3 separate regions of the Gossypium hirsutum genome follow, and regions 1 and 2 are each linked to region 3. Evidence: chromatin contacts called from public Hi-C data. All regions are on one chromosome and are shown on one strand. The core of a region is the stretch at or near the end of the contact, and the rest is flanking DNA. Distances in the headings are between cores, read along the strand shown. Region 1 holds the start of LOC107948591 (protein MET1, chloroplastic). Region 2 holds the start of LOC107948940. Region 3 holds the start of LOC107948595 (trihelix transcription factor GT-3b).

Region 1 (2,700 bases), core at 85-2,584, 140 kb after region 3:
AAGAAGTATGCTAAGGAAATTCTGAAAAAATCTAGAATAGATGAATGCAAGAGTGTAGATACTCCAAAAGTCGCAAAGAAGATAAAGCTGAAAAGTCGATGAAAACTTCTACAAAAGTCTAGTTGATTGCCTGATGTATCTAATGACTACAAGACTTGATATCTTACATTTTATAAGTCTAGTATCCAGATTTATGATTTGTGCAACTGAAACACATCTTACAATTGCTAAAAGAGTCCCTAGATATGTGAGAGGGACATTGGATTATGGAACCGAATTTTGTGCAAATCAAGATTATGTTTTGCAAGGGTATTCAAATAATGATTAGGGAGGTTCACTTGATAATTTGAAAAGCACTTCAAGTTACTGTTTCGAGTTTGATTCAGGTGTGTTCTTATGGTGTTGCAAAAAGCATAATATGGCGTCACAATCTACAACAAAACCTGAATTTTTGCAGCTAGTGTTGTTGTCAATCAAGCTTTTTGGTTAAGAAAAGTTTTAGTGGATTTGAATCTGAAACAAGAAGGATGCACAGAAGCGTTCGTTGATAATCAAGCTACAATTTCTATCTCTAACAATCTTGTTTTTCATAGGAAAACGAAACACTTCAATATCAAATTACTTTCTCTTAGAGAAGTGCAGAAAGAAGGTTTAGTTGGTTTAAAGTATTGCAAATTTGAATTTCAACTAGTTGATATATTTACAAAACCCTTACCAAGAAGCAAGTTTAAGTTTCTTAGAGAGAAACTTGGAGTTTGCTGCAACCAAAGCAATGAGGAATGTTGAAGTTGTACTTCAGCTGCTGCAAGATTTGGTCAAAACAAATTTTACTATTTTTTTTTCATTTTTTAAACCGTTTCATTATTTTAACTAATTTTAGAAGTTTGTTGATCATGAAATCGGGTAGTTTCTTAATTCTAGAATGTAATTGTTATATTTTTCATGTATTTAAATAACACTTCAACTGAATAAAAATCAACTGAATAAAAAAAAGTAACTTCACTAACAATTATTTCATTTTTTTCTTCTGCTGATATTTATTTTTGTTTCTTTTAATTTACAGGAAAATTTATTCCGACAATAATGTACTGAGATCAAGAAATAGAGTAGCTGACTGGGTGGTAAAGAGAACTAAGTTAGGCTCTTATCCCCTTTCTGGAATTTTTCTATTCCTGATTATCTCAAAATCCTCTTGTAATTCTCTCTCATGAATGAAATTATTATCTTTTGTTCAATAGCTGTGTAGACCATTGAGTGAGATGAGAGGAGGAGAGAGAGATTTTTCTTTTCCCTTCTTTTAAGGTCTCGCTGTCTTTGGGTGATGCACTGCGCTGATTTCTTTTTTATAATATATATATATTGGTGGCTGCATTAAAGTAGGTAAGTTTTACTGTGGCAATTTTTTCAGGAACCGTAAAAAACCCCTCTCTTTCGCTCTGCCAATTCTTGGAATGGAGAATTCATAAACTCTCACACTGCCCCCCCTGCTATATTTCTTCTTTGGCTTTTCCTTTTTTTCGATCTGATTCAATACTTCTATAAAAGTCTGTTCTTTTTCCATTCTTGAATGTGGGAATTTCTTTCTCTTTGGTTTGGATAATGAAATATATTGTAAATCTCTTTCCTTTTTTATACGTATGGGAAGAAATTGCTGGATCTGGGAGTGCCACGTGCTTTCATTTGGTTCAATAGAAAATTAACGAATCCAATCCACATCTGGTTTCCGACCAATCATATCATTCCTGTGATACAACCATGGCATTGGCTCCCACCACTTATCCCTCCTATCCTTGCTCTAACACTTGCTCACTGTTACCAGAGCCACTCAAAAGTTAAAAAACCTTCTGTTTTGTTAGCGTAGCAAATAGCAATACAACCATGGCTTTGGCTCCCACCACTTATCCCTCCTATCTCTGCTCTAACACTTGCTCACCCTTACACAGAGCCACTCAACCTCTCCTTTCTTCAACCAGGCATGTAGGAGTTAGATTCAACAGCAAGTGTTCAGCGTCTTTCTGCAGTGGCAAGGAGCAGCTAAAGCCATGGATTTTGGTAGCGAAAGCATCGGAAGGTGAGTCCCAAACCACAGAGCAGGAAGAGCAGCAGTACGAGGAGTATGAGGTAGAGATTGAGCAGCCTTATGGGCTCAAATTCAGAAAAGGCAGAGATGGTGGGACTTACATTGATGCTATTCAGCCTGGTGGAGCTGCTGACAAGGCTGGGGTTTTCACCGTTGGGGACAAAGTACTTGCCACCAGGTTAGCTTTTCTATTCATTCTTTTTCATTAGCAAAAGCAAACCTGCTGATAGCACCCATAGCCAACCTACTATTGCTAATTAAGAGGTGTGGACTTTAGAAGGCATTGCCACACTAATGTATTAATGAAATGAAAGATTGCCAGCTGCCCATCAAAAGACTCTACCAGTGTCAATTTATGGGCAATTTGCCTCGGATTAATGTTTCACCGTGACCCTTTCTCACACCTTCAACCATTTTTATCACATGAATCAAATTTTGTCACTGAGTGTTGTAATTGAATATCTGGTTAATGTTCAAGCTCTCGGTCTCATAGAGTGTTAAAATTAGAAGGTGACTTAATGAACCATTTATGGGAATGCAGTGCAGTGTTTGGAACAGAAATATGGCCGGCCGCCGAATATGGGAGGACAATGTACACCATCCGCCAGAGAATTGGTCCA
Region 2 (2,700 bases), core at 135-2,634, 150 kb before region 3:
GTTAGCTTTTTAGTGTTTAATTCGAGTTTTTGAGTTGATTTGATGAAAGTTGATTTCTAATATTATTAGATTTGAATTTTTAATGATTTCAAAAAAAATAATTTTAGTATTAATTGTGAATTTGTTTAATTTTACGTTTAATTTGTCAAATATAGTCCGATGAATGTGATTTAATTCCGATTTTAGAGTTGATTTGATAAAAGTTAATTGTTGAAATTATTAGCTAATTATAAAATTTTTATCAAATTAACTCTAAAATTCATATTAAACACTAAAAAATAATATAAATACCATATTAAAAAAAATCAAACTTAAGTAACAAATTATGCATTAAACCTTTAACGTATAAATAATAATTTACTCTACACAAATTCTTTTTTTTATTTAATTTACAATTACATTATCTAGATGTAAAAATAAATATTTTATATTAAAAGAAAAACCAACCAAGTCTTAATAACAAATTAAAAAAATTAAGTCGAGTCATCAACTCAAAAGAACTATGAGCAGAAAGAAATTTCTTAGAAGGCGTCCCCATCAGCAGCAGCAGCGACCAAAGTCGGTGATTGTGAATACGCGCTACCTAGGTCAACACCTCCATCCTCTGCTCCAAAATCAAAAGTCCACAACTTCGGCTGCCCAAACACTGCTTACCCTATTTATTTATTCCTCTTACTCTCCAATCATGGCGCGTAGTCAAAGCACGGCTGATCCTCTTCGTCTTAATGCTTCTACATTCTGTACGCCACTTAATTGCGCGTAGGTCTAGTGCTTTTCTCGTTTTCTAATGTGAACCCGACGACCAAACCTAGCTTTAGTCTTTGGGTGTACAGATTATAGACCGACCTTTCTACCTGGCATATGAATCAAATTACAAAACTATTTAGGGTTAATACCACAAGACATACCCAAAATATACTCTAAATTCTAAATTAATCCTCAAGTTTCAAATTATTGTACTTCCATTACCTTCTTTGTCAATTAAATGTTAAATCTAGTCCAAATTTCACATAGAATATATTTAAAACACATGATAAAATTTTAAGGACATGGCTATCACATTAGATCATTTAGATTTAATATATGATAAAATGAAAGAAAAAAGAAATCTCTCTCTTAAATTTTAAGGACACATTCAATTCTTTTTTAATATATCAAATCAAAAATGTTAAATCCGAGCTAGTATTAATGTTCAAGTTGAAGGTTAACTAGATGGAAATATCTTATTATATGATATTTGATATTTTGATAATTCAATTAAAATGTTTTGAAGTTAAAGGATCAATTTTAAACTTAGACTATAAATTGAGGATGTTTGGAGCAATTAATCCAAGTTTAAAAAACTCATTTGTACGAGTCAAAATCGAAGCCCGTCGTCCCCCTTGTTTTTGCTGACTATATTTTGAGCCATTATTCATCATTATCATAATCATCATCTCACAATCACGGAAGCAAATTTGTGATTCTCACTAACTTCACTACATTTCAGCTATTCATTATTTTTTTGGTGCTGGTAAGCCATGAGGAACACAAAAAGTTCAAGTTCTGGGTGTTTCTCCGCCGTTTTCCGCCGGCTTTTTTGTTCGGGGACTCCTGAAACACATCCATCAGTCCCCATTATAGAGTTAAACGCCGTTGATATCATGGCTAAGGCTCAAGTCCAAGCATCTGAAAGTGGTCCTGGGATAGTGGCTAGGCTAATGGGGCTGGACACATTGCCAGACAACAACTGGGTTTGTAGAGGCAAAACTCCAAGTTCAGTTCCTCGGAGCAAGTCAGCCAATTTCATGGATTATATGCTGGATTTTGATTTAACAAAAGCCACTCATCGTCGAGTGAAAACGTCGACGTCGTTTCAGGAGCTACCGCAAAGTCCGCAGCTGTTGCAGCACAATCAAGAAACAATGTCTGAGCCAAGGAAATGGAAATCCCAAAGAGTAAATGGATCAAGTGGTAAGAATGTTAAGCAAAATGTGAATGTAAGAGAGAAAGTATGTTCCAAGAAGAAAAACAAGAAGATATCTAAGCTTAAAAACGAGCCAAGGAGAGTTTCTAGTAAACAATCTTTGAAGTCCAGTGGCTGCATTGGTGTAAATTCAAAGGCAAAAACTCCATTGGAGGAAGTATCTGTTAAGACGAAGAAAAAAAATCAATCTGCAGTTAGGAAAGTTGAGTATACTGACAGTAACTCGGAGGGCTCAAGTTCAAGTTTAAGCCCAGTTTCTGTCCTCTATGTCAATGATTTTGAGTCGACGAAAAACGAGGAGACTGCGTATTTCATGGAGTTGGTGGATAGACCTAGCAAAATGACAGATGAAGATATAAAATTCTCAAATTAGATAACGAAGAAACTTTTCACGTTTGAAGACTTTGAAGAAATCTGTGTGAAGCTTGAGGAGCAAATACTTGATTTAATGTTGCACCAAGTAGCTGATGAACTTGGGGGATTCCACACATGGAATGTTTGAAAACAAAAACCAACTTGGTGGGTACTTTGTGCAAAATCCAGAGTTTTTATCCTTCAAATCTACAGGTAAACCTTGAAAAATAAAATTCGAAGGAGTTGACCGAATTTGATTACTGGTGCGGTTGCCTCTGCTAGCAAATTGCAGCATGGAGTTAGTGTCAAGTAAGCAAAGGATATATGGGAATGATATTTTACATGTTCAGAAATTGTAAACTATAGTTTTAAGCGGGGGG
Region 3 (2,700 bases), core at 60-2,559:
ACACAATACTTACAGGTCATCCATAAAATGAGACTGCTGGGGAGACTAGAGTGAATCTTCGGGAGTTGCACTACATTTGATCTTCTCTTCTAAGCTTGTTTAGAAGTGCAGTAATGAGAGCATCTCTCTTCTCAGCCCTAGCTTCTTCCCTTATTCTCCTTTGTTCTTCCCTTTCCCTCCACCTTCTCTCCATCATTATCCTCTCGTTTTCAAGGGCTTCCATGGTTTGCCTCCACTCCATTTCCTTCATCCGCCTCTCGTTTTCTCTCGACTCCAAAGCTTCCCTCCATTGCATTTCCATCTGCAACTGTTGCCTCATGAAGTTCGCTAACATTTCCTTTATATTAATGCTGCCGCTCGTACTACTACTCCCACCACCAGTTTTCCCTTTCTTCTTCTTCCTAAAGCTGTACTCGTTTTCCTCCGTATCGTCTTCCTCGTCGGAAGATAGCTGCGCCTGTGCTGCCTTTTTTTTCGACCCCGTAGCTCCTCCGCCTTCACTTTCCGAACATAGAACACTTTGCATCCTCGCCGTGAATATGGCCTGCAACTCGTCGTAAAACGGGAACTGTTGCCGCACAATTTCTGCGTCAACCGTTCCACATCCCTGAATAGGGTTTTACTTTTTCATTCAAGTTAAAAACAAAAACAGGGAAATAAAAAGAAAAAGGGTTGAATAGTGAATCGAATATTTGGTACCTTGTAACGAGTAAAGAGGTTTTTCCACTTGCACTTGCACTGTTCAGCGCTTCGATTATAACCCTTTTCCCTCATCCTGGTGGAGATAACTTCCCAAAGCAGCTTGTTCCTTTTGGTCTCCATGAAACTTTGATCCAGCTCTGCTCTGATCATTAAAAAATCCTTTGTCTCTTGAACACTCCATTGAGGAAACCTATCAGCTTCAACGTTGACACTTACAGGCTGTTGTTGTTGCTGCAGATGTTGCTGCTGCTGATGATGATGATGGCGATGATGTCCCTCCATAAACAACTATTAAACGCAAAACCAGACAAATCCCCTGAGATTATTAAGTTTTTTTTCTTTACACCCAACAAAAGATTACTGATCCAGAAAAGGAAAAAAAGAAAGAAAAAGATAGAGACAAAAAAAAAACCAGGAAAGATTTATGTGGATATGGTGTGAACACAACAAGTGTGAACCATCGAGAAGAAGAAACCCTGAAGAAACCTCAACCAAAAAATAAAATTTTAAAAAATTAAGAAAAAAAACAGGAGAAAGATCGATAGATATGTAAAGAGCTTAGGTGTCAAAGTGGAGCCTTTTTATTATTCGTTCAGATTCAAGAAAATGAAAACTATAGGTTTTTCTAAAAAATAGTATTCAATAATTATATTAAATTAATTACAACTAAATTAGAAAAAATCGAGGCTTTAAACAAATATATATATTTGCCCTTAAATTCCTCTCATTCTTTTTTCCCTTACCAATACAATAGTCTCTCTCTCCGTCTCTATCTGTCTACGCGTAAACTCTTTTATCTCTTTTTCATTTCTTTTCACTTTTTAAATATTATTATTGATTTTTTTTTTGTGGACTATTTGTTCCCATTGCGTTCACGCGGCGTCACGCTGACGATCCAGGATTTTATATTTTTAACTTACTTTCGATGTATATTGTTAATACTAAATATAATTTTAAATTAAATTATTGTTACAAAGAAGCAAATATTAGTATAATTAGATCTACATTCGGCTCGAAAAAATAAAAAAGATTTAAAAAATATATAAATTCAAAAAATAGGCTTGGGTAAAAACAAGATGTTCGTTTTTTAAACAGGTCTGAGCTCAAGTAAGCTTTTTTTTGTCCTAGGTCAACTTGAATTTGTAAAAAAAAAAAGAAAGAAGTTATTGCTTTTTGCTATTGTTTTAGTTTCGTATCGCTATTATATTGTTAGTATTTTATTGTTATTGTTTCAATATTGTATAACTCTTATTTTATTATTAATTTTACTACTATTTTAAATACATTTACTTACTAAGTTGTACTTATCTTAGTGTCATTTAAGTATAAATATGTATTATATTTTAAAAAAATTATATAATAATAATATAAAAAAATTTACTATGGGTGAGTCAATCGTGGGTTTTAGCATTTTTATCTGTATCGAACTTAACCAAAATTTTAGGCTCATTTTTTAGATCAAACCAATCCTAAGCTTAAAAATCTATTATGACCCAACCCGACCCGACTCATGATCACCTCTAAGTATAAGTATATTTTTCTCTTTTCATTTTTAAGTAAAATAATAATGTAATAGAATTTAATTTTAGATCACATGAATTTTAAATTTTTAGCTTTTCACTTTATTTTAATGTAAAATTTTTATACATATATTTTTACATGGTATTTCTAGCCCACAATCATGGGCGATCATGACATACCCACTATTAGGATAAAAAAATTAGTTTAAAAATATATTTATTAAAAACTTATGAAAAATAAAGGCCTGTAAATAGTTCTTAAATTTAAAAAAATAAAAATTAAGTTCCTACTTTTTTTCTTTTTCACTCAATTAGGTACTTGAATTTTTTAAATGCATAAAAAAAGTCCTCAAACTTTTTCAAAAAATACGATTAAGTCCTTATATTTTTTTTGCACTTATAAGTACTGTCAAAATCAAAAAGGTTATTTGGCAGTTAACTTTAACAGTTGACCGTTAAAGTTAATCTCCACTAATTT

The links. Hi-C and Micro-C count contacts between places; a contact is called where the count stands out from the background.
Region 1: a Hi-C map of leaf shows a contact between it and region 3, with 2.1 times the contacts expected there. The contact joins the promoter of LOC107948591 here to the promoter of LOC107948595 in region 3. A contact is called at or near these places in 3 of 34 Hi-C or Micro-C datasets (all in leaf).
Region 2: a Hi-C map of leaf shows a contact between it and region 3, with 4 times the contacts expected there. The contact joins the promoter of LOC107948940 here to the promoter of LOC107948595 in region 3. A contact is called at or near these places in 7 of 34 Hi-C or Micro-C datasets (callus, leaf and petal).

What each region holds. Positions count from the first base shown.
Region 1 is chrA04:77,139,770-77,142,469 of Gossypium_hirsutum_v2.1, reverse strand. LOC107948591 (protein MET1, chloroplastic) reads left to right here and starts at 1,334. Exons shown (of 7, transcript XM_016883202.2): 1 at 1,334-2,258; 2 at 2,622-2,700. The coding sequence starts at 1,879.
Region 2 is chrA04:77,428,018-77,430,717 of Gossypium_hirsutum_v2.1, reverse strand. LOC107948940 reads left to right here and starts at 1,384. Exons shown (of 2, transcript XM_041111406.1): 1 at 1,384-2,629. The coding sequence starts at 1,521. The coding sequence ends at 2,339. LOC121228167 (a long non-coding RNA gene) reads right to left here. Exons shown (of 4, transcript XR_005925698.1): 2 at 2,407-2,595; 3 at 2,184-2,298; 4 at 1,741-1,880.
Region 3 is chrA04:77,278,906-77,281,605 of Gossypium_hirsutum_v2.1, reverse strand. LOC107948595 (trihelix transcription factor GT-3b) reads right to left here and starts at 1,309. Exons shown (of 3, transcript XM_041111404.1): 1 at 1,115-1,309; 2 at 700-990; 3 at 1-607. The coding sequence starts at 984. The coding sequence ends at 71.